Regions from separate parts of the Mus musculus genome. Here all the other regions are linked to region 1. Evidence: chromatin contacts called from public Hi-C, HiChIP or PLAC-seq and promoter capture Hi-C data. All regions are on one chromosome and are shown on one strand. The core of a region is the stretch at or near the end of the contact, and the rest is flanking DNA. Distances in the headings are between cores, read along the strand shown. Region 1 holds the start of Sephs2 (selenophosphate synthetase 2). Region 2 holds the start of AI467606 (expressed sequence AI467606). Region 3 holds the start of Prrt2 (proline-rich transmembrane protein 2). Region 4 holds the start of Qprt (quinolinate phosphoribosyltransferase).

Region 1 (6,193 bases), core at 2,552-5,051:
TTCTTTCTACCGTGTAGGTTCCAGGTGTTAAACTCAGAAATGCAGGTTGGCAGCAAGAGTCATTACCTGATGGACTGTCTTGCTGGCTTGACAATGGGCTTTGTCTGTTGTGCTCCGTGCTGTGTCTCTGATGTCTAGAGCAATGTCTGGCACAGAAGAGGCCATACATACGTTGTTTTGTTTCGTTTTTAATTTCAGTTTTTGAGATAGGGTGTCATGTAGCCAGGGTAGTCTGGTACTTGCTGTGTAGCCAAGCATGCCTTGGCCTCCTGATTAACCTTGCTCCCACCTCCTAAGTGCCTGGATTTTAGTGAAGTGCTACCTCTGCTGGTTCCCAAGCTGCTTTCGTTTGTTTTTAACTGAGGCTTAAAAACCTAAAAGTTATGTGTGTTAGTGGAGTGTCACGGTTCTGAGCATTCTGGACAACTGACACTTAATCTGCCAGTAGGATTATCCTGCTTTTGTGAAGGGAAACACACACACACACACACACACACACACACACACACTTAAATGTAAAACAAACTCAAGGGAAGAAGGCTATCTTTTGTCTTGTGATTTTTGGTCGCAGTGGCTGGCCCCATTGTCGTAGGCCAATAAAGAGGCAAAGTATCACCCAAAAGAGTGTGGCAGAGCTGCCAGCTGGTGTCAGTCAGGAAGGAACCCAAGTAATAAGAAAGAGCAGAGAGAAGACACAGCCTTCAAGGCCTTTGGTGGCCTGCGTCTTCTGACCTAGTCCCCTTCCTCTGGTTTATAACCCCCTCCAATATTGTCAAGTTACAGATTCATTCGTGCGTGCATCAGTCTATTGGTCAGATCAGAGCCCTCAAGGTCCAATAACCTCACAACAAGCAGATCCATCAGCAGGGCTTCAAGTTCCACACATGAGCCTTTGGGGGATATTTCATACCCAGACAGTAACATGAGCCTACATGATTGTCATCAAATGGGACAAATTTTAACTGCGAGGGGAAAGTCCAAAGGACAAGAGAGAACACAAACAACGGGCCTCTGAGACTAGTCACTGTTTAACTTGCCAGCTGACGACAGACTTTCTTTTTCCCTCTGAGACAGGAGGCTCCTTCAAGTGTGCCACACACCTTTATGCTGGACTCTTTCATCACCATAACTCCCAAACGGGAATTACCAGCCCCAGTTTACTGAAGTGGCTTGGGGGAGCAGGATGGCCTATCATTTCCTCAAGGTCACAGCTTGGCTACAATTGGGTGTAAAGGCCAGGCCAAAGATCAAAAGCCAGGGGATGGGGTGGGGTGGACGGGTGCAGCTCATTGGTAGGCTGGCCCCACACCCACTAAAAAACAAGGCAGGAGGATGGAGGAGGGCAAGCCTGGAAGAGAGGGAGGAAGAGAGACCCTGGTTTAGATCCAGCACCCATATGGCATCTGAAACTCTACTTCCACTTATATACATGTGAGCAAAACACACACACAAAAAAGCAACCAGTGTAGTTACAAGTTGAAAGCAAGCCGGGCGTGGTGGTACACGCCTTTAATTCCAGCATTTGGGAGGCAGAGGCAGGTGGATTTCTGAGTTCGAAGGCAGCCCTAGTCTACAGAGTGAGTTCCAGGACAGCCAGGGCTATACAGAGAAACCCTGTCTCAGAAGAGAAAAAAAAAAAAGTTGAAAGCAGGGTGGAGTGGTGCTAGTGGTGCACACTTTTAATCCCAGAACCCAGGAGGCAGAAATAGACAGATTTCTGTGAATCCAAGGCCACCTTGGGCTACACAGTGAGAGACCATGTCTCAAAAAAAAAAAAAAAAGAAAAAGAAAAAAATCATGTCCTCAAATCCTACATGTTAATATGTCCTTATGTCCTTCTGAAGTATTCCAGGCAGCCTCAATGAGTGGTCTCTGGAGCAGACTATTGGATTGTGATTCTGTCCCACTCTAATTGGTGGTGACCTTGAACAGGGTCACCTGCACCTCATACTCTTCCTTTTCCTTTTTTTTTTTTTTTAAGATTTGTTTATTGTACTTATATGAGTCCACTGTAGCTGTCTTCAGACACACCAGAAGAGGGTGTCAGATCCCATTACAGATGGTTGTGAGCCACCATGTGGTTGCTGGGAATTGAACTCAGGACCTCTAGAAGAACAGTCAGTGCTCTTAACCACTGAGCCATCTTTCCAGTCCCCATATTCTTCCTTTTAAATAAATGTTTTATTTTAAGCCAGGCAGTGGTGGCCCACCCCTTTAATCCCAGCAGTTGGGAGGCAGAGGCAGGGAGACCTCTGTGAGTTTAAGACCATCCTGGTCTACAGAGTGAGTTCCAAGACAGCCAGGGCTCCACAGAGAAACCCTGTCTCTATGACATGTGTGTGAGGAGACCAGAAGAGGGCTCCACGGAGATCCTCCTGCCTTTGTCTCCCAAGTGCTGGGGCTAAAGTCATTTGCCACACCATCCAGTTGTGAAAATCTTGACAACTTCACTTAGATTCCACGAATCCATGTAAAGGTTGGGGAGAGCCAAGCTACACAGTCATCCCCGGAAAGCCACACGCACCATCAAAGACAGCAATAATACAAAGATTCATTTACTTTTATTTTGTATGTGTAGGAGTGTTTTGGCTATATGTTTGACAGGGAACTGTGTGTTCCTGGTGCTCTCAGAAGCCAGAAGAGGGACATCAGGTCCCCTGGAAACTGGAATTACGGATGATAGCCACCATGTAAGTTCCAGGAACTGAACCCAGGTCCTTTGCAAGAACAGCAGGCGCTCTTAACCACCTACCTACCTCTCCAGCACCTATTTTAGGCTTTTTGAGACAAGATCTCACTGTGGAGCCCAGGCTAGAATGGACATCATTGTCTTCTTACCACAGTTTTCCAAGTACTGGGATCACACAGTGGAAAAACCTATTCATTTATTTGGTTTAGGGTTGCAAGCTGTAGAACAGGCTGGCCTGGAACTCACTATGTAGTACTATGTAGTACAGGCTGGCCTGGAATTAACAGTCTCAGTCTCTCAAATGGTGGAATTACAGGCATAAAGCCACTACTATGAGTTTAGCATTTATAATTTCAGTAGACATTGGCAAACCCCCCTGCCTGGATCTGAATTCTCACATATATTAACTTCAAGAAATAGAGACATCTTAGCACAGAGTAGCCATAAATAAATAATAAATTAGCTTGCACTGAAGATGCAACTCACTGCTGCCAGATAATGGCCAAAACAGTACCCAAACCTGTGCAGAATTTTTAAGTCCATGTGAAACTTCACAACATCAATTGTGCAATTTGCTTATGCAATCATAGTATTTACTTTGTGATGTCCCCTTTCTTCCCCTAAACCTCCCCTTAAAGTATTTTCTTAGCCTAGATTAGCTTTGTGTCCTGTCAAATGACCCTAGGACTGTTCTGACCTTGGGGCTAGCCCAGTGCCAGAGCTTCCTTCCGTAAGTAATTTATTCTTTGGTAAAATGATTCCAAAAACAGCAGACTTCTGCCAGCCAACTCCAAGACCAGGTTCCCAGGGCGGAGGGGGGCGGAGGGGACAAGACACGCACGGGTAACGTGGCTCCCACCTGTAATAACAGCACTTGGAAAGCTGAGACAGATCGATGGACTCGAGTTCGAGTCCATCCTGATCTGCGTTCCAGGCCGGTTACAAGGGGTTCACGTGATGATCTCGCGGGGACCGGTTGTGCAAGCAGACGGTTAATTTGTAATACACCTTTTTGAGTAAAGGAAGCCCGCCTCTCGGTACGGGAATCGTCATTGGATAGAGCAGCTGTCAATCACGCTGTATATAAATAGAGGCCGCGCGGCGCTCCGACAGGCAGCGTGGCTCGAGTCCTCCGGTCCGGCTCGCGTGGTTGATCATCTCCTGGCGTAACCTTGGCCCGCTGTGGCTGGGAGACTCATCTGCAGGTATCTGGGCCTTCTGGTCCGCACGGCCTCCCGGGCGAGCGGCGCGATGGCGGAAGCGGCGGCGGCGGGCGCCAGCGGAGAAACCATGGCGGCGCTAGTGGCCGCAGAAGGTTCCTTGGGCCCGGCGGGCTGGTCTGCCGGCCGGAGTTTCTCCAACTACCGGCCGTTCGAGCCCCAGACACTGGGCTTCAGCCCGAGCTGGCGGCTGACGAGCTTCTCCGGCATGAAGGGCTGAGGCTGCAAGGTCCCCCAGGAGACCCTGCTCAAACTCCTGGAGGGACTGACGCGGCCCGCGCTGCAGCCCCCGCTTACCTCGGGTCTGGTCGGGGGCCAGGAAGAGACGGTGCAGGAAGGGGGCCTGTCCACCAGGCCCGGCCCCGGCTCAGCCTTCCCCTCGCTGAGCATTGGCATGGACTCCTGCGTCATCCCCCTGAGGCACGGAGGCCTGTCGCTGGTGCAGACCACCGACTTCTTTTACCCCTTGGTGGAAGATCCCTATATGATGGGGCGCATAGCTTGTGCCAATGTGCTCAGTGACCTCTATGCCATGGGTATCACTGAGTGTGACAACATGTTGATGTTACTCAGTGTGAGCCAGAGCATGAGTGAAAAGGAACGAGAGAAGGTGACACCGCTCATGATCAAAGGCTTTCGTGACGCTGCGGAGGAGGGAGGCACTGCAGTGACCGGTGGACAGACAGTGGTCAACCCGTGGATTATCATCGGTGGCGTTGCCACGGTGGTGTGTCAGCAAAATGAATTCATAATGCCTGATAGTGCCGTGGTAGGAGATGTGCTGGTATTAACCAAACCTTTAGGAACCCAGGTTGCTGCCAATGCCCACCAATGGCTGGATAATCCTGAGAAATGGAATAAAATCAAGATGGTGGTTTCCAGAGAGGAAGTAGAGTTAGCCTATCAGGAAGCTATGTTCAATATGGCTACTCTAAACAGGACTGCTGCTGGCTTGATGCACACTTTTAATGCCCACGCAGCCACGGATATCACAGGCTTTGGCATATTAGGACACTCTCAGAACCTGGCAAAACAGCAAAAAAATGAAGTGTCCTTTGTCATACATAATCTGCCAATAATTGCCAAGATGGCTGCGATCAGCAAAGCCAGTGGGCGCTTTGGCCTCCTCCAAGGAACGTCAGCTGAAACCTCTGGGGGATTACTGATTTGTCTGCCAAGAGAGCAGGCGGCCCGCTTTTGTTCGGAAATCAAATCTTCCAAGTACGGAGAGGGTCACCAAGCTTGGATCGTTGGCATCGTGGAGAAGGGAAACCGGACAGCCCGGATCATTGACAAGCCTCGCGTTATTGAAGTTCTACCTCGGGGAGCCTCTGCTGCTGCTGCTGCTGCTCCTGATAATTCCAACGCAGCCTCTGAGCCTAGTTCTTGAAATGGAATAGCGGTTGTTGGGAACTCGGAGCCATTCTACCCGCTCAGGGACTGCTGGCCAGGGTTGATTTTAAGACCTTTCCAAAGGCTGCTTGCATGGTTCCTCCAGGCCCATCCAAAGCTTCCTGTATGTGCATCCAGGCCTGTGAGTAATGGCGCTGCGGATGTGTGTTCATCTGTTGAGAGCATGAGGAGCAAAAACCCGTTTCCCAAAGCAAGAGGAGGCTATTTCAGTTTTAGGGATTTTTTTTTTTTTTTTTTTTTGCACTGAGTTGATTCATTTCTGCACAGGGAGTAAAGATTATTAAGATTACATATGAGAAAAGTAAACCTGCAACATGAAAAATTATTTGGACCAATATATTGATAAATCTAAATTGTTAGGAGAACTCTTACTGATTTATTGTCAAATTTGTTATTAATTTTTTTCTGAGAAACTGCCTCTTTTCCTGTTCTGGACAAGAGTTGAGCAGCTTGTCCGACAGGAAAGGAAGACTAGCCACCTGACTTGGTCTCTGATAATGATGTCTCTCCCTCTAACTCCCAGTAAGGACTGGGAGAGGCTGAACAAACCTCAGAGCCAGGTGTCGGTGGCCATTGAATCTTACACTGAAACTTCTGGAGATTTAATTAATAAAGAGAATTTCTTACAGTAACTAAATAAAAGGGACTTTGTTGGAAAACTTGTGGCTAATGTTTGGTTCTGTGGATCACTTTCTTGTTTCAGACAGGTTCTCCGGTGCCTTGATTTTGCTTCTGCCTCCAGTATGCTGCCAAAACCAGCTGGAACGCGGACTCTCTTTACCCCTTGACATTACATCTGGAACTTGCAAAATAGAAAGTAGATGTTGTCCTTGCCCCTGAGTCAAGGGATTTGGGTTTGCACTGTCCCTTG
Region 2 (6,067 bases), core at 1,024-3,523, 180 kb after region 1:
GACCACTCCAGCAAGCTGGAGGGAAAGATGGCAGAGGCTATGTTTGGGGAGTGACCTTTCTCTGGGAAAAAATCTTCATTCCCATATTGGAACAAACTCAGTTCTCGATAGGCCATGCTTGTCTTAACACAGAATAATAAAACTGTACTGTAGGATGTGTGCAGCCATAAGTCAGGGGGCAGAGGAGCCTACTGATCTGTTTTGGTTCTGTGTCCCAATTCCAGGCAAGGACAGCCTCTCCAGTGTGGCCCATCAAATCCCATGTTGCTGTTTAGTGGCCAAGGCCATTATTTGTACGGAATCAAAGACACCTCCTGGATTTGTCCTCTGTGTTTTCCTGGAGGGCCTCACAGTGGTGGGAGAGAGTGGCCAGGCACAGATAGGGTTTGTGGCTCTGGAGAGCAAGATTCTTGCCATCTCCAGACCACATGACTGACACTCATAACTACCAGCTCTGGGCTGATGGTCAGCATCCCATACAGGATAGGCTGTCTTAGGTAAGTTTGTACCCTGACGTGCCATCTTGAAGCCTTCTGGCCTGTAGCCAGCTAGACTTGCCTTCAATTCTCAGAGTCACGACTTAGGCATTTTAACCTAAGCTGAACTTCAGGCAAGCCTTGGAGTGCAGGCTGTCCACACTCTTAGCCTGCCCACCAGCCAGGTGCAGAAGACAGAAATTTCCACACAAAATTTCCAGCGCAAGGGTCAGGCCTAAGGCTGGAGCTGACCCCTGTAGTCCCTCTGAGGTGGGAGTTAGTCTTACAGGTCCTGAAGACTCAGAAGCCCACGCTGGTCCGGCCTTCCCTCTTCCAGAATGCTGAGATCTGCTCCAGGGTGACCCGAGGCTGGAGACCCCAATCAGGTTCCAGGCTCCCTTGCCTCGGCCTCCAAGGCCTGGGGCTCCCAACCTGCAAGCCAGCCTCTGGCATGGGCTCAGACCCAACCCAGCTCACCAGGCTTGTGTCATGGGGCCTCTCCTCTTGGGTCTGAGGCCTCCAGAAGGTGCTCTGGGCTGGGACTTCTGGTGGGGTCTGAGGAACTAGAGAACTGAGGGAAGAGTATGGGGCTGAAGTGGCTGGTGGAGCAGTTGCTCTGCCCTCTAAGGTGCCACCGGGTGTTGGGGGACCTGGAGCCCTGTCCATCAGCAGAGGCATGGAGGAGCCGTACCAATCCTCAGAGCGCTCCCGGGCGCTGCTCGTGGGCTCAATCCACAGTTCTCCTCCAGGGCGCCAGACTAGGGTGGGGGCACGCTGGCTGGGGTCTGGTTGCGGGCGGCGGAACAGGCGTTCGGCCAGTACAGCAGTAGTTATGATGAAGAAGGCTGTGAGAGAGGCCAGGCCCAGCATGATGGGAATACAAGGTCCACAGGGGATTACTACCCACACTGCTGCCTCCGCTGTAGGCTCAGGGAGCCCCTCCGTGTGCCCAGAGGGCTGCTGAGGCGTCACTGGCATCTGGGAGACTCAGTGTGGACTCAGAACAGTCAGGAACGTCTCCACTGGGAGAAGGAAAGGACAGCAACCAGAGGATATCCCGTTTCCTGGAAAGAGATTCAACAACGGTTCTAACAACTTGACCGTGGCACAGGATGAGACAGTGCTTAGACTGCATGTCACTGGGACTGCACATCATTGGCCTTTTTTTTAAACTGTAACTTTACTTCAGAACCTCAGAGACAGATTGGGAGTCGGGAGTGCTGGATCTCTTTGTCCCTCATCTTGCGTTCCTGCTCCCACCCCCACCCCTACCCACTGTTAATTCGGCTCTTCTAATTGGCTTATTGAGCATGGGTGGCAAAACTAGAGAGGAGCAAAGGGTCCCAGAGAGGTCAAGAGCAAACCAGGAGAGGCCGGAGAACAAGCCAGAGCTGGCTGAGGCTCCCCTGCACAGTCGCAGGCCTTACTTCCCCTCCAGCCCCACCCCCCACCTCTGATGACAGATCAAAGGTCTGGGCTCTCAGGTCTTGCCTCAGTCTCAAGTGAGGAGACTTGGAATGAGAGAGAAACCCCTTGCTGGCCCCTCCCTTCCATATGCACCTACTCTTTGAGCCACCTAACCGCTCTCCTTGGAGGTGGCCCTGTTGTGCTATCTGGCTGTACCAGGTCTGTGGCCCGGCACCTATCCAGCTTCCCCAGCTCTGCCCAATCACTGGCCTGTCTGCTTCCCTTGTTGGTATTTGTCCACATCTCTGCCACCAGTCCCCCATTTGCAGTTGCTTCCGCACCCCTCACCTCACCTGTCACCTTGCTTCAATCTTGGATTTCGCCGTTTTCAGAGCCCTTCTTCCCAGTGCATGCCGGGAGGGTGTGTGTGCGCGCAGCGATCTGAAAGGCCCTGGAGGGCTGGCCTCAGAAGAAGGCGGAAGGGAGGCTACCACCTGTTGCTGGGCGACTGTGCCCCAACTTTTCCTGCCCCCACAGAGTGTTTCCAAGGCAACCTGGGGATGTGGTCAGTGTGGTGAAGAACCACTTCCTGTGTAAGGTGGAGCCAGAATGAGCAGCTGCTTTGCTCCAGTCAGTCCCACCCCACAGGCAAGGTCCAGACCCCAGCGCCTTTACCTTGTCACCCCAAAGGCAAGACCCAGACCCCAGCGCGTTCACCATCTCACCCCAAAGGCAAGGCCCAGACCCCAGCGCTTTCACCTTCTCACCCCAAAGGCAAGACCCAGACCCCAGCGCCTTCACCTTCTCACCCCATAGGCAAGGCCTAGGCGCGATCACCATCTCACCCAACAGGCAAAGCCCAGACCCCAGCGCCTTCACCTTCTCACCCTACAGGCAAGGCCCAGACCCCAGCGCCTTCACCTTCTCACCCTACAGGCAAGGCCCAGACCTCAGCTCGCTCACCCAGGGGAGAGGAAGATTATAAAGACCGGCTCAGGGGCTCCCACAGCGCTGCGATGTATCTTGCTGCCTGCTTCTTGGAGGGTCCCTGTCCTTCCGTCTACTCCCTGCACCCTTTTCATCCAGCTGTGTCATACTTTTGTTTTGTTTGAGACAGGGACTTAAGATGTAGCCCAGGTTGGCCCCGAATCCCCCCCCCCCCCCCACACACACACATACACACTCCCGTAAGCCTTTTGAGTGTTGGTTTCAGTCCCAGGCCACTGTGCCCAGGCTCATCTCTCCACTACTTCTGATACCTAACGGTGTAAGCACTATGAGAGTAATTGTTACCGGTGTTGTTTAGGCCATCATACCTTTACATGGTGTGCATGCAGTGTCTGCGTGTGTGTGTGTGTGTGTGTGTGTGTGTGTAGACCAGAGTCTACTTAATTGATTTCCACCCTATTATTTTATTTTATGTGTTTGTGTGTTTAGCTCACCTGTATGCATTTTGGTCGCAAGCATGCCTCGTGTTCAAGGAGGCCAGAAGGGGATGTCAGATCTCTTGGAAGTGATTGACAGACAGTTGTGAGCCACTTTGTAAGTGCTAGGAATTGAACCTAGGTGCTCTGCAAGAGCATCGAATTAACTGCTGAACTCCCTCTCCCTCTCCCCTTCCCCATTCTCCCTGTCCCCCGGTCCCCCTCCTCCCTTCTCCCCCTATACCCTCTCCCCCTCTCCTCCTGTCCCCCTCTTTCCTTCCCCAGTGCTAAGCTAATAGGAGCACTTAGCTGAGCTTGCGGTGCCCATAGTTTTGAAGTGTGTGCTAAGGTCTAAGCTCAGGCCCTCATGTTTGTCAATCAGCACTGTTGTGTTGTACTGAGCCTTCTCCCAGCCTTTGTTCCCTCCTCTGTCTTCTCTTTCTTTTTTCCAGGGTGGGGGGTGGGGCAGCGGCGGAGGTGTTTGTTTGCTTATGGGTCATGCTCATGCTAGGCAAGCATTTTGCCACAATTCTTCACCACCAGCATTTCAACATACATGTTTTTCATTTGTTTTGAGACAGGGTTTCACTATGTATCATTTCTAGCTTAAAATGCTCTACGTAGACTACAGTGGGTTCCCAATTGTGGCAGTCTTCTGGCTACCTTCCTGGTGCTGGGGTTATAGGGCTGTGGCAGCACATCTACTCGGTACACCTACTCGGTACACCTGCTCAGTACACTTGCTCAGTACACCTGCTCAGTACACCTACTCAGTACACCTGCTCAGTACACCTGCTCAGAATCCGACCCCATGAGGAAGTCGAGTTTGGCTGGTTATACAAGTCCAAGAGCGGATGAATGTGCTTAGATATACTCGTGTACCCCCCACCCCTCCCCACCCCCCCCACCCCCGCTGTTGCTATCTTGTTTCTGTTGTGGTTTTTGTTACCGGACAGACTGTGTGTGTGTCAACCCTTTGTCTCTGACTGTAGACTTAGACTGATGTTGAGACAGAATTTGTCAGTGATAGTTAAGAAAAAAACAACTCAGCGCTGTTTTCCCGAGGACCGGCCTGCTCCGGAGCGTGAGACCTGGGCTGCTCAAAAGAGTTCTGGGATCACCTGCAGAGCCGGACTAAGAACTTCCGGGGCGTGAGCCAGGCGGGCGGACAGTGCAGCAAGCACCGGGCATCTGTCAAGTGGTTAAGTCGAAGCCTCTGTAGCCTTTCCCCCTCCCTGCCAGTGTTTGTCGCTCCCAGTAGCCTGCACAGCAGGTTCCCTGGCAGCTTCTCATTCCCCTGTCCCCTACATCCCATCTCTTGTTAACAGAAAAAGTGCTTTCATTTTAAGATATCAGTGGTCCGGTACAGGTACAGCCAGCTGTGAGAGCTGCGCTCCCTTCTCTGTCCCAAGAGTTTTCTCTTCTCAGGCGCCCCGCCCTGAACTGCTGGCTGTAAGTCTGTTCCCAGCTCCAGTGAGGGAGGCATCCGCCCACTTGGGGCTTCTGTCCAAAGTAAAGAGCACCTGTGAGTCTAACTGTCAGGCTCTGATAGGGGGTCTCGTTTTTTTGTGAGACTAGAAAGTGCCCCAACAATCTGACCAAACATGAGGCTGACAAAGACAGAGACCAGAGTCAGAATCAGAGATGTGCAGTGAAAAAAAAAAGATAAACCAGGATAGAGGCAAACTATGAGAGAAGATGAGTGACAGGATATAAATATGATAAATAGCATCCAAAGGAAACAAAGACAAGGAAGAGAAACAAAAGATATATATATATATATATATAGAGAGAGAGAGAGAACATTATATGAGATCTCCATTACAGTTAAGAAACAGGAACAAAAAGAGGTAAATAACAGAGACTAGAACCTAGCAATGTGGCACATGCTAATAATGCTAGCACTTAAAAATGATCTGTAAGAAACAGGAAGCCAGGAAATTAAAAAGAGATAAAAAATAAAATAAAATACTGGCCACAAGAGTCAGGAAAACTGAAAAACTTAGATAAGTACCTGGCAACAAAAGAAAAGAAAACTTTTGGCTAAAGATCAATGTATTTACCGTAAAAAAAAAAAAAAAAATGGGCACTAGGTGAGAGACTGCCCCAACAAAAAAAAAAAAAAAGAGGAGCCCCACCCCCATGACCAAACCCTTCCACCTGTTTGTGGCTAAAAGTAAAAAAGTAATAAAAAGGGATGCTAACACAGAAGCTGAGTCCTTAAAAGAGGCCGGTGGCCTACCTGTCAAAGCAGCTAGACTGTGTTTCATATTCCCCCACCGACCAGTGCAAAACAAGCTAAAAAAGCTCCTAGGCACTGTGGGCTTTTGCAGACTGTGGATTCCAGGTTTTGCTAAATTAAAGAGATAAACAGCCCTTCGTATAGACTCAGAGATTGGGGCCCTAGAAAGACCTGTGGCATATTTGTAAAAAATTAGACCTGGTGGCTGTAAGATGGCCTGCTTGTCTGCACATAGTGGCTTCTGGTCAAGGACACAGATAAATTGACTCTGAGACAAAACTTGGCACATGCCCTAAAAAGTGTGGTTCAGCCCCCCTGACTGATGGCTGGCTAACGCTCACATAACTCATTACCAGACTCTGTTCAATTCTGATAAAGTCACTTTTGCCCCCCAAGTCTGAACTCAGCTATCCTGCTCCCAGACCCAGACTTTCAGCAGGTTCTTGCTGAGGCACATAGGTGACATGGAGATCTGACAGACCAATTACTGGAGGGTGCAGATGTGACCTGGTTCACAG
Region 3 (6,017 bases), core at 924-3,423, 250 kb after region 1:
AGTCTGTCACTCAGATTAGGGAGCCTTGGGATCCAGAGAGGGCAGTATGGACATGCTCAGTCTGGGTAAGCAGGCAGGCCGAAGCCTCTGGGGACCAGATAGGAAGTAACGGCTGTGTCCCAGGGGAAATAGGGAAATAGTTGAAAAGTCTGGGGTATGGAACATGTTTCTTGCCATTTAGGTTGTGCTGTGATCCTTGGTGTTTCTCCCTATAGGTACTGGTGAGGTTTGTCCAATGGCGGCAGCGGCAGCAGCAGCGGCGGCGGCGGCAGCAGCAGTGGTGGCAGCCCCCCCCACAGCTGTGGGCTCCCTCTCTGGGGCAGAGGGGGTACCAGTGAGCTCTCAGCCACTTCCCTCCCAGCCTTGGTGAGCTCCAAGTTGATGGGGGAGAGGGGAGAGTGGAGGAAAGCTCTTCTTGGTACAGTCTCCTCTTCCCACCAACTCCTCACGACTCTTCATCAACCAAGGAGCCTCCAGACAGAGAGGAGGAAGAAGGAATTCACTAGGTTTTAACAATGTTTCTCCTGCTCCTTTCTTCTCCCTATCAGAGCTGACCCTACAAACACCTGTCCCCTGAGTTGTGTTGAAGTCCCCTGGACAATGAGCAGGGGTGGCAGAGGACAGCAGCAGCCACTGCCCTCACCTTTAACCCCTTGCCTTGCCTCCCAGGGATTTGTGAGCCTTTCCTAGAAGGTCCTGTGCTCTCCTCCTTCTGTCCCCTCCCCTACTGTCTGCTGCCCCTTCCTGGGGAGTTGGTGCTTTCTTTTTTGTTGTTGTTTTTTCCCAGGGGTAGGGAGGAGAGAGGAGGGGAAAGAAGATTCTGTCCCAGAGGAGAGAAAAGGTGGTATTGAGGAGGGGCAGAAGCGGGGAAGGCAGAGGGATACTTGAGTAAGGTTGGGTGGTTAAACCCCAAGCATCCTACTGGAGTGTCTGTCCAGGGAGAAGCCAAGGGGAGCATCAGAAGGAGCCACTGGAGCCAGAGGCAGAACAAGAGAGATGGAATCTTAGGGGGCCAGGGCAAAGGAGGGGAGCCAGGGACAAGAGGTGCTTCCTGGGGGTGGGGGAATGCAGCCACAGTGTCTCCCCCTTCCCTCTTCCACCCCAGCTCCAGCCCTGGTCTTTCTTCCTCTTTCCCATAACAGAAGCTATGGCCCTGGCCATGTCATCGTGTTCCTGTGTCCCTTGCATGTTCCCCACCCTCCCCTCCCTCCTTTTGCGCAGACCCCATTACAATAAATTTTAAATAAAAACTTGTCTCTGAGTTCCTAAGTTATCTTCACCAAGCCCCCTGTTGTGTGTGCTCATGCCTCACCCCTCCCAGGGAGAGGGAGGGGTTCTTTGTTGACCTTGATCTTGGTCCCAACCTTTCCTGCTCTGCAAAGTGGTAGCTTCTCTCTTCTGAGGTACAACCTCTAGCTGCAGTACAACACAAATTTAGGGTAGGGCCAAGAATCCAGAAGTTATGGAGAGCAGATTCCAGGTCTTCAGGGAATACCCAATCTGAACAGGCACAGAATACCCACTGGAGATTAGGGATGCCAAGCTAGTTATTGATGCTGTCCTGTCTACAACCCAGCACCAGGCTGCACATACAGATCCCAGGGTCCATGGTTGACACAGGGTTCAGTAAGCTGCATTCGGGTCCCACTGTGGTGGTCATGGACTGCTTGCCCTGGCCCTTCCTAGCTTGCTGGAATTTCCATTTCTGGGCTTTGCTCAAACCTTTACAAAGACCCTCCCTTAAGCTTCCATCACGCATTGCTGCTGCTGCTTTCCAAGAGTAGGAAGGCTTCAGTTCTGCAGGCTCCCTTCTCTTGAAACCCCACGCAGTTCCCCTGCAGCCACCCCAAACTTAGACCTGTTTGCTTAACCCATCTATGCTGCTCAGGGTGCCTCCACCCAATCCTCACTGGTCCGTCTCTTCGCAGACCTAGGTCTCTGCCAGGATCCCCCGGTGACCGTTGGCGGGAGGGGCCGAGGACTTAGGAAGAAGGGGGTGCCCCACCAGGAGGTGCGCGTGAGAAAGGACAGGGAGGGGGCGAGAAAGGGCAGGGAGGGGGCACGAGTGGTCCCCAGGCCGGTTACCCAGGTAACACGGGGCCTGGCACGAGGTTCTCTTGGGCTATCCGGGAGGGGCAGGAGGCGTGCTAGGGGCGGGGGCGGCGCGGCAGCAGTGGAGCTTAGGGGAGGGGACCAGAGAAGAAGGGCCGAGCAAACCCGGAGGAGAGAGGAGGGGAGACCCGCCACCTCCCTTCATTGCTCACAGACTTGTTCCCTCCCCGGTCTGCGGCTGCTGCAGCAGCAGCGGCGGTGGCGGCGGGACGCAGGAGCAGTCCCGAGGCTGGCAGCGGATGAGACTGGGACCAACTGAGACTGCTGGTAGGTGTGGACGACAGACAGCTGGGTGGCATGAGAATGCAGGTGCCAGGCGAACTAGAGGGTGGTGCTGGGTGCGTCGTACCATCGGGAGAAGATCCCCTCCCCCTCAGCCTCTGCTGAAAGCAACAAGGGAACCCCTAAAAGAAGGGCTAAGAAGGTATGCACAAGATACTGGGTCTTCCCCAAGAATGGGGCTGGAAGGAGGTAGACGGGCATTTGAGCCCAAATGCACAGTAGGAAACCCTGCACTTCTTAGGTGGTGCCCAGAGAGGAGGGAAGGGTACAGAAGGAGCAGACTGTGTGGGGTCCTGGTCAGTCTGCCTGTTGGAGTGCCTGACGCATGCACAGATTTTCATGTTCTGGTGCGCCTTCGAGTTGGAAGCTGAGAGACTGGGTCTTGTTGGGTGTGTTGGATGGATCTAGGAACAGACCCAAGAGCAGTTCTGTTTAGAAAAGGGCTTATCTTCCCATGGCTCTCCAAGCCGACTTTAAAATACTTCTCCACCTTAAAGCAAAGGAAATCCCAACTTTTCCTCCTCTCCCTAGGGACAGTACAGGCTAGCCTTGAAACAGAATCCTAGCCCTCTTGAGCCTGTGGTGATGAGAGACACTCTTCCCTCCTCACCAAGCCTGTCTCCTCCTCTTCCAGGATTTGCTACTGTCACTGTTGTCTCCTCTTCCCCACGGGCCCTCTCCCATCTCGCTTCTCTAAGATGGCAGCCAGCAGCTCTCAGGTCTCTGAGATGAAGGGGGTGGAAGACAGTTCCAAAACCCAGACAGAAGGTCCCAGGCATTCTGAAGAAGGACTAGGTCCTGTCCAGGTTGTAGCAGAGATCCCAGACCAGCCAGAGGCCCTTCAGCCGGGCCCAGGCATCACTGCAGCCCCTGTGGACTCAGGGCCTAAGGCAGAGCTGGCACCAGAAACCACAGAGACCCCAGTTGAAACCCCAGAAACAGTCCAGGCCACAGACCTCAGTTTAAACCCAGAAGAAGGCTCCAAGGCCAGCCCCAGCCCCAGCCCCAGCGAGGCACGCCAAGAGCCAGCATCCAAACCAGATGTGAACAGAGAGACTGCAGCAGAGGAAGGGTCTGAGCCGCAGTCTACAGCCCCTCCTGAGCCAACCTCGGAGCCTGCTTTTCAGATAAACACCCAGTCAGACCCTCAGCCAACTTCCCAGCCTCCTCCTAAACCACCCCTTCAGGCAGAGCCCCCCACCCAAGAGGACCCTACCACAGAGGTCCTGACAGAAAGTACAGGGGAAAAACAAGAAAACGGAGCAGTGGTTCCCCTTCAGGCTGGTGACGGGGAAGAGGGCCCAGCCCCCCAACCTCACTCACCACCCTCAACTAAAACACCCCCAGCCAATGGGGCTCCCCCCCGTGTGCTGCAGAAACTCGTTGAGGAAGACAGAATAGGAAGGGCACACGGTGGGCATCCAGGATCTCCTCGAGGTAGCCTAAGCCGTCATCCCAGCTCCCAGCTGGCAGGGCCTGGGGTGGAAGGGGGCGAAGGCACCCAGAAACCTCGGGACTATATCATCCTTGCCATCCTGTCCTGCTTCTGCCCCATGTGGCCTGTCAACATTGTGGCCTTCGCTTATGCCGTCATGGTGAGCCCCAAGGGACCCTGGCCCAAGTGTACTGTGGCTCTCAGCTTCGTGCCAGTGTCAGCCCAGAGCCCCAGTAATGACACCTTCCCTCACCTCTCTGCATGGATCCCACTTTTCCAATTGCTGGCCCTTTGCTTGTCTCTCCCCAGGACCTAACCTTCCAAGGCACTCCTGCCCGACCCCTTCAAGCGGGAGGGAAACAGATGTGTCATATAATCTTACTGACCTGTACCCTCTTCCTCCTGCGTCCCCAATTCTCCTTCCTTTCTCAACCCCATTGGGCTGACCTTCCTCCTCTGGACTCTCACCTGATCCCTGCTGGGCTGGCTCCTGCTGACCTGGGCCATGATACCTCCAAACCCCTCACCCTCACCCCAGTCCCGGAACAGCCTGCAACAGGGGGACGTGGATGGGGCTCAACGTCTGGGCCGAGTAGCCAAGCTCTTAAGCATCGTGGCGCTGGTTGGGGGGGTCCTCATCATCATCGCCTCCTGCGTCATCAACTTAGGCGGTGAGTGGGGGTCAGGGACAGGAAGGGAGGCGCGGAGGGTTGACCAGGGCAGCTTTACTAACCCCTGACCCTGCTCTCTCCTGTCTGTCCTCCCTATGCCTTTGTCTCTTCCTGTCTCCTTCCCTGTCTGTCTTTCCCTCTCCTCTCCCACAGTGTATAAGTGAGGGGCTCTGCCCTGCATTCCAAGACTTTTCTTCCTGTTGGGAGCTGTCTTGGGTCCATCCCTGTCCTGGGAGAATCCCAGTCCATGGCCCTGGCCCCCATCTCTAGGGACCAAGGGAGCCTGAGCGGCCTTGTTTACAGCTTCTTTCCCCCTGCATCCTGCCAGGCTCCTCTGCCAGCCATAGGCTTCCTTTCTCCCTGCACTTTTGCCTGCAGACCCCCACCCCACTCCTGCCTCTTGACCTCCCTAACCCTGCACTCTGAAAACCTCTCTGCACTTCTGGAAGCCTTCCTGAACATCTAAATTGTACTCTGCACCTCTGCATCTCTCCCAGCCTCCCTGCACTTCTTCCTGCCTCTGGAATCCTCTGAACCTTATCCCTGGCCTCCCAACGTTCATTGTCTTGGTATCTAACCCATCCCGTTCTCCCCTTCCTTAACACCGTTTTTCCCCTTGCCACGTCCCCTGACCCTTTCTCCCTTTTCATCTCCCCCTTAGCGTCTTCACCCTCCTGCCAACACTTAGTCTGCAAAAACTGCAGTACTTAGGTCAGGCTGAGGGAAGAAGGATGGTGTGGGGAGAGGAGCCTAGCTGGGGGCTCTGACTGTTCTCTACTGGGGACCACCCAGGCCCAGACCATACCCTACCCCTACCCCTAAGGTGCCTATTGGGTCCCAAAGCTGGCAAGTGAGTCCTCACCTGGGGGACCTTCTGAGAGTCCTTATTCTGAACATCCAGGGGAGGAAGGGGCATAGCTGCGCCTGAAGAGTCAGCCTGAATTGATCTGCCCGTTTGGGCTTTTTAACCTCAGAGTTTCTTGTTTGAAGGTCTATTTATGTGCTTTGTAAACAGTAGAATTCAAAACAAAACAAACAAACAAAAACAGGACCAAAGTTCCCAGCTGCAGGGAGCAAGGGAAGGGTGGGGGAGCTCTGTAATTATTCTCTAAGAGGATGAGGGAGGTTTGTTGCACGCGACAGCCCTCTGAGGAGGCAGAGAGCCAGCTGCGATGCATTTCAGAGTTGGCGGGGTTTTTTGTTTGTTTCCTTTCTTTTTTAAAAAAAAAAAAAAAAGTTGGGGGAAAACTAAAATTCCTTTTCAAAAAATAAAACTGAGTCTCCCTTTTTGTATGCTGAATGCTGCATGAGTCTTAAACACTAATAAACAGAGAATGCATGAGACTGGCCTCAGTTGGTCCCTGTGTTTGCAGAGTCAAGGTACTGCTTTCTGGCAGGCCCTACTGAACGGAATACGCATGCGCTGCCGCAGTGGCCATCTTTAGTATGGGCCGAGGTTAATGAGTCCTAAGGGCCAAATTGCGCATGCGCAAGTCTTCTCTTTCCTCTTCCAAGTA
Region 4 (6,327 bases), core at 2,078-4,577, 150 kb after region 1:
TCAGCGGTTAAGAGCGCCGACTGCTCTTCCAGAGGTCGTGAGTTTAAATCCCAGCAACCACATGATGGCTCACAACCATCCATAATGAGATCTGATGCCCTCTTCTGGGGTGTCTGAAGACAGCTACAGCGAGCAAGCGAGCCAGCAGGGCCAGAGTGAGAAGAAAATGTGTCTGAAGACAGCTACAGTGTGTTTACATATAATAAATAAATAAATAAATAAATAAATAAATCTTTAAAAAAAAGATTTATTTGCTTCATGTATATGGGTATTCTGTAGCTGTCTTCAGACACACCAGAAGGTGGCATCAGATGCCCATTACAGATGGTTGTGAGTCACCACATGATTTCTGGGAATTGAACTCAGGACCTCTGGAAGAGCAGTCAGTGTTCTTAACTGCTGAGCCATCTCTCCAGCCCATTGCAACCTACTTTTAATAAGGGTTCAACCACCCAGCAGAAGTAGTGGAAGAGAAAATTTATTAGGATATGGAGGAAGTGGATCTGTTCAGCTATAGCTCTTTGGGGGCAAGCTCGATCTTCTTAGGCAGCAGTTCAGTCCTGTAGCAAACACCAAACACGACCAGCAGCTGCAGACTGGTCCTCTAGGCAGGCAGACACCAGACATGAACCAGCAGCTGCAGTCCAGTCCTTTCAGCAAGCAGACACCAGGCAGCTGTAGTTCAATCCTGAAGAAACCGCCAGGCTCATCAGCTGGCCTGAGGCAAGGCTGTGGCATCAGCAAGCTGCCACAGGAACCTCATGAGCAGTTCTTGGGTGAGTTTCTCTCAATGGTTGCCATATGACAAAGTGAGCTCAACAACACTGTAAGGCGAACCAATACATGCGAAGAAAATTGAGGTGGAGCAAACCAAACTCCTCCCACTGTCTGTGGGCCATATTTCTATGCCTTCATCACAGGTCCTTCCACCTGTCTGCTATATCCAAGCATCCTTTCACTTGTGTCTACTCCAGCAAAACATCACTTGACATAACTAACTTTCCAAAACAAAACAAAACAAAACCTAGATGTTTCCATTTCATCTTTCTGCCCAGATCTTTTTGTTTTTGAGATGGGAGGGTCTTACTATGTAGACCAAGCTGACCTCCAACTCAGAGATCCACCTGCCTACCTCTGCTCTCTGGGTATGGGGTTTAAAGCTGTGTAGTTCCATATCTGGCTCACAGACTTTTTTAAAAAAAGATTTTTTAAAGATGCTCCTTCTGCCTGCCTTGGGATCAAGATGTAGAACTCTCAGTTCCTTCTCCAGCACTATGTCTGCCTGGGTACTGCCATGCTCCTGCCTTAATGATAATGGACTAATCTTTGAAAGTGCAAGCCAGTCCCAATTAAATGATGTTCTTTATAAGAGTTGCCTTGATCATGCTGTCTCTTCACAGCAAAGGAAACCCTGACTAAGACACACTATAACATCAGAGGTCATATCTTATCCACAGGGCAGTGTTACTGCTGGCAAACAGCTGATCCCACTGGCCGGTCCCAGGGACCTACTGGCTGCTTACATCATTACCTGCCACCACCAGGTGTGCCAGGTATGAGCTCCCAGACACCCCAGATCCTTCTCTGTGTCTTCTTTCTGCTCTCTCTGCCTTGTCTCATGTTTCTTTCTCCTATTCCCTTTCCTTGTCTGTCTGCCTGTCAGTTTGCCTCTATCTCCTTCATGTTCTCTCCTCCCCAATAAACCTCTTATACTAGATCTGTTTTGTGGAGTAATTTCTCATGGGAACCTTGGCATGAGTCAAGGGTACCCTACCACTCTCGCTTGCATCTATCCTGTCAGTTACAGCGTGATGGGTCCAGCACTAGGTAAGATACATGTCTTTCCCCTCCCAGAAGCCTGTATGGCATTGTGCAGGCTAGCCAACAGGGAGAAAGTTTCCTGGTCAGCTCAAGGTTAATTTTGTTATGTTCTGCATTAGGAGTGGTATTCTCAGCAATCGAGTCTCACCCTGTAGTTACGGTGCACAGCCAAGAGCAATAGCAGTAGTGTGCTGTTTTCGGAGCATCTGGAGCCTTACTGACCAGTAACTCACAGGGAGAGGGCTCACCCCGGCACTGAGGTTCTCATTTAATAATTCATGTCTTCTGGGAAGCACTCATGCAGGGTACTTCTGCTCAACTCCCTATTTAAAAAATATTATATATTTAAAAATAGCTTTCAGAACAGTGGGTTCCTGCAATGCTTCCTCATATACGCTTAGTTTGGGCTTCCCTTCCCCCCACCCTTTTCTGAATCTCTTTTCTTCACTTTAACCCTGAGTCTCTCTCTCTCTCTCTCTCTCTCTCTCTCTCTCTCACTCTCTCTCTCTCTCTCTCTCTCTCGTTTCACATCTCAGTGTTCTACTATCTTCACTAATAGTTTTTTCTTGGGTTGGAAGATGGTTTCCCTATAGCTTTTTCATATACCTTTTATTTTGGCTAACCTTGCTCCCTCCCCCAGGTTTGACCCTTCCCCATTCCATCCTTCTCTACTTTATTTCCCTGACCCAGCCCTTAGGTATCCACCCTTGTGGTCCATCTCTAGTTTTCTGGCTCCCACGTGTACTCCAGGTTAAACATACATGACCAAAGATTTAGAGCTAGGAGCCACATATGATCCAGAACATGCAATATTTCTCAGTCTGCTACAAAGTCACTGATGCTACAGTCTCCTCCGTCACCCTTAGGGCCTCATCCAAAACCCCTCCTCCAAATTTCTATAAATTTGGGGGGGTAAGTTTTCAACACACTGACTTTGGGGGAGCACATTCAGACTGCAGCTCTCAGGAAAAGTGGGAGGGATGAGGGGATATTTGTGGGGTTCCTACTCTGTCCCTCAGAAAATTTGAGATAAAAAGAGAATGGGCCGCATGTGCTTGTGCGCGCTTTAATCCTAGCACGGGCTGGGGACACAGGAGGTGGATCTATACAGTGAGAGCCTCTCTCTGGTGGGGTTAGGGAGAACGGAATTGGGGCTTGAGTGCAGGTCTGGGATCCACGATTTTCCCAGCACACCACTAACAAGGCTTTCCGGCCCTCATAGGAGAGTGAGGTCCGGCATTCATGGCCCTGCACTCCGAGGGAGCTCCAGCAGGGCTGGAAGTGGAGAAAACAGGGCCTGTTTGGTGCCAGAGGAGTCAGAATTTCTAAGTGCTCACAGCTGAGCACTTCCCACTGATTCTGGGGTTCGCAGTGGGGCTGGCTCAGCGAGGGTCCAAAGAGGTGTACCGTGAGGGCTCTTAGGAAGGACTGACCCAGCTCGGCCCCTCCCTCCCCTCTCTCTGGCAGCCCCACCCCCAGCCTCAGCTTCTGGGAACATTCGACCTGAACTGTGGTGAACACACTGACCCGCTGGCTGCTCCAAGTCACCATGGACCCTGAAGGTGACCTAAGTCTCTGCTCTGTGTTCCTGTTTTCTATGTCCCCTACTGCCCGTCCCTCTTCCTATTTCAGCCATCTGCCTCCCTCTCTCTTCTCTAAAGAACCCCTTGTGGCCTCTCCTTGGATCTTGTTCCCAAGTCCGCTTCTCTCTGTCTTGTTTGAACCTCCAAAATCCTCCTCTTGCTTCGCGGTTCTTTCTGTGTTGAGCCCTACGGAAGGGCAGAAGCTTGGGAACAGAATGGATGGGGTTGCTCTGCTGGGGTCAGATGGACTGGTAGTGGGAGTTTGGAAAGGGGAGCAGCCCTGGACTCTGTCCCTTGTTAGCAGCCAAGAGAAGCGGAGGCAAAGTCCGGTCTCATCCCTGTAGAGTGTGGGGGGCGGGGAGGGGATGAAGTCGGAGACTGCGCTCAGGCCGCAGAGTCTGGCTTGGGACTCACAGCACCTGCTTGAGCCTAGAGTGCATCAAGGACAGGCTGCAGGGCCATCGGAAGACTTCTACAGCCTCACAGCCTCTTTTTCTTGCAGTAGCATTGGGTCTGGGGTGTAGCTCAGTGGTCGACACTTGCGCAGCATGCTTAAGACCTTCCACCCTAGTAGGTTTGCCGCTCTTATTTAAATCTTTTGTGTTTCCCTTTCCTCCCTGGGGCCTCCTCCCCCATCCTCCCCACTTTCCTGCCGGTTTGCATGCAACTCCTCTGGCCTGCCTGTGGAGCCTGCTCTGGATTTGTAGGTCTGGCTAGAATCTGGGGAGTTGCCTGTGCTGATCGGGCTGGCCTCAAACTTACCGAAATTTGCCGCCGGCCGCCTGCCAAGTGCTGGGATCAAACCCGTGTGTTCTGCCTGGTCTGCCTTTCCCTCCTAACATTAACACTGCCCTGGATTTGAGGCCAGGGGATTCACAGCTGTGGGAACCCTGGGAAGTTACCCAGAAGGATTCTAGGTTTCTGCATCTGGAAGATGCTTCAGGGTGGTAGGGAAACTCAACCACCTTTGCAAGTGTCCCGGTTCCTGAGTTCTTTACTGAGGAACTGTGGGTGGGTGTTCAGGGAGGGCATGGATGCCCAACATGAATATGAAATTCTGAGAAAATAGCCATGGATTCCCTTTTCTGAGAAAGGGGGTTCAATAATGGCATTTTTCATCCAACCCGGGTTTCTGAATTTTTAAACTTATTATTGTATGTGAGTGCATGGTGGTGGGGGTGTCAGGTGTCACAGTGTGGAGGTCAGAGGACATCTTTTCAGAGGTTGTTCTCTTCTTCTTTCCACCTTTGTACGTCTCTGGGGATGGAGCTTGGGGCCTCCTGAACTGTCTTTCCCCTCTGATTATTCATTTAGTTTTGAGACAGGTCCTCACTGTGGAGCCCTAGCTGGGCTGGAACACTCAGCAATCTTCCTGCCTATGCCTCCCGGGTGCCGAGATTAAAGGGGTGTGCCTGGTTTTGTTTATTCCTAAGACAGAGTATTTTTTTAATATTTTAAATTCTGTTTATGCATGGCAGGAGTTATGCACACATGTGTGGGGTTGCCAGATGCCATAGGCATTGGGTCTCCCTACAGTTACAGGCGGTTGTGAGCCACCTGATGTGTGTGCTAGGAACAGAACTTGGATCTTCTGCAAGAACAGTGTGGACTTAACCTTTGAGCCTCAGTGATATGCAGGGCCACATCTCCAGGGTCTTGATTCACAGCCCAACATGGCTTGCAACTCATGTAGCTCAGAGTGACCTTGAACTTACGATGAGCCCCAGCCTCCCAAGTGCTGACATTACTGGTGTGTGATCCACCACAGGCTCCAGACCCAAATTCTTAATAAGAATAAATTAAAAACCTCACATACTCAAGGATGGGGTCTCGAGAGAGGGCTCAGTGGGTAAAGTACCAGCCTTACCAGCATGAGTTCAGATTCCCCAGGACTCACACAAAAGTTAGCCTGCAATGCTCACACTCGGTGTGTTGAAGAGGCGGAGGGGTGGGAGTTGTAGGCAGATCCTGAGTTGAGCTCAGGAATGATAGAAAAACACAGTAGACATTAGCCAGGTGTGAGTTTGAGGCCAGCCTGGTCTACATAGTGAGTTTCAAGAGGATCAGAGCTACACACTGAGGTCTTGTCTTGAAAAAGAAAAGCACACTGGTCATTAGTCTCTGGCCTCTATACACAGGCTCAAATGTGTGTGCGTGCACACACGTGCACATACACACTCACACACACTCCCCTCATGGACATCTCTGTGGCCTCCCAAGCACAGAGCTTAGAGGGGACCCCAGAGTCACCTACATAAAATCCCATTTCTGACACTTGACAGCTATGCCACCTAGACCCCATACTTCACCTTGCTGTGCTCAGCTTTCTTGTTGGTAAATTAAAAATAGTGTCTTTCCCAGAGGATTGTGGGATTAAACACCTTCACAAAGGGCTGGTAGCCAGAAACAGGGTAGAGAGGGAGCCTTCAACTTTGTCCCTGTTCTTTGTTGTTTGAGTCAGGATTTCTCTGGGTAGCCATGGCTATCCTAGAACTCACTCTGTAGATCAGGCTGACCTTGAACTCCGAGCTCCACTTCTGGAACCCTGACTCTCCATGTTTGGCGAGTCAGACTCTCTTCCTGTTTCTTCATGAGCTGGAGATGGAGGTTCCTCCCACTCACCCTATTGGCCTCTCGGAGCCAATGCTCACATCGCAGGACTCACCTCCCAGCATCTGGTCCTTTCTCTTTTGCTTCCCTCTGCCCTTAAGGTTCTGGTCCACACTGCTGCCTCAAGCATGTGACATCTGATGTTTGACTCTGGCTCAGGCAGAAGGCTGGCGAGGACCAGTGACCTGCATAACATAAGCCAGGACACGGTAGACAAGGAAAGGGCTCGACACCCAGGCTGGGGAGTCAGGGAAACAAAGGGTCAGCCAGTCTAGAGTGCCACAGAAGTCCCTGGGAGCCAGTAGACACAGTG

The links. Hi-C and Micro-C count contacts between places; a contact is called where the count stands out from the background. HiChIP or PLAC-seq counts read pairs in DNA pulled down with a chosen protein or histone mark. Capture Hi-C pulls out chosen DNA fragments and counts their contacts.
Region 2: a contact with region 1 is called in a promoter capture Hi-C map of pancreatic islet. The contact joins the promoter of AI467606 here to the promoter of Sephs2 in region 1. A contact is called at or near these places in 2 of 39 promoter capture datasets (erythroid cells and fetal liver), 5 of 115 datasets of contacts at active chromatin or transcription factors (the SCID.adh cell line, double positive thymocytes, embryonic stem cells and 1 more) and 2 of 9 other capture datasets (adipose tissue and pancreatic islet).
Region 3: a contact with region 1 is called in a FOXA1 HiChIP or PLAC-seq map of pancreatic cancer cells. The contact joins the promoter of Prrt2 here to the promoter of Sephs2 in region 1. A contact is called at or near these places in 1 of 39 promoter capture datasets (neural stem cells), 1 of 484 Hi-C or Micro-C datasets (pre-B cells), 3 of 115 datasets of contacts at active chromatin or transcription factors (the SCID.adh cell line, embryonic stem cells and pancreatic cancer cells) and 2 of 9 other capture datasets (adipose tissue and liver).
Region 4: a Hi-C map of liver shows a contact between it and region 1, with 2.0 times the contacts expected there. The contact joins the promoter of Qprt here to the promoter of Sephs2 in region 1. A contact is called at or near these places in 3 of 39 promoter capture datasets (fetal liver, liver and pre-B cells), 4 of 484 Hi-C or Micro-C datasets (liver and pre-B cells), 7 of 115 datasets of contacts at active chromatin or transcription factors (the SCID.adh cell line, bone marrow-derived macrophages, embryonic stem cells and 1 more) and 2 of 9 other capture datasets (liver and pancreatic islet).

Annotation. Positions count from the first base shown.
Region 1 is chr7:127,271,667-127,277,859 of GRCm38.p6, reverse strand. Sephs2 (selenophosphate synthetase 2) reads left to right here and starts at 3,801. Exons shown (of 1, transcript NM_009266.3): 1 at 3,801-5,981. The coding sequence starts at 3,941. The coding sequence ends at 5,299.
Region 2 is chr7:127,087,642-127,093,708 of GRCm38.p6, reverse strand. AI467606 (expressed sequence AI467606) reads right to left here and starts at 2,273. Exons shown (of 2, transcript NM_178901.3): 1 at 2,237-2,273; 2 at 1-1,540. The coding sequence starts at 1,454. The coding sequence ends at 777.
Region 3 is chr7:127,017,367-127,023,383 of GRCm38.p6, reverse strand. Prrt2 (proline-rich transmembrane protein 2) reads left to right here and starts at 2,173. Exons shown (of 4, transcript NM_001102563.1): 1 at 2,173-2,379; 2 at 3,029-3,989; 3 at 4,368-4,500; 4 at 4,654-5,842. The coding sequence starts at 3,093. The coding sequence ends at 4,664. Maz (MYC-associated zinc finger protein (purine-binding transcription factor)) reads left to right here. Exons shown (of 5, transcript NM_010772.1): 5 at 216-1,250. The coding sequence ends at 370.
Region 4 is chr7:127,119,029-127,125,355 of GRCm38.p6, reverse strand. It overlaps Qprt (quinolinate phosphoribosyltransferase), which reads left to right and starts at 3,327. Exons shown (of 4, transcript NM_133686.1): 1 at 3,327-3,383. The coding sequence starts at 3,371. It also overlaps a transcript of Spn not described here.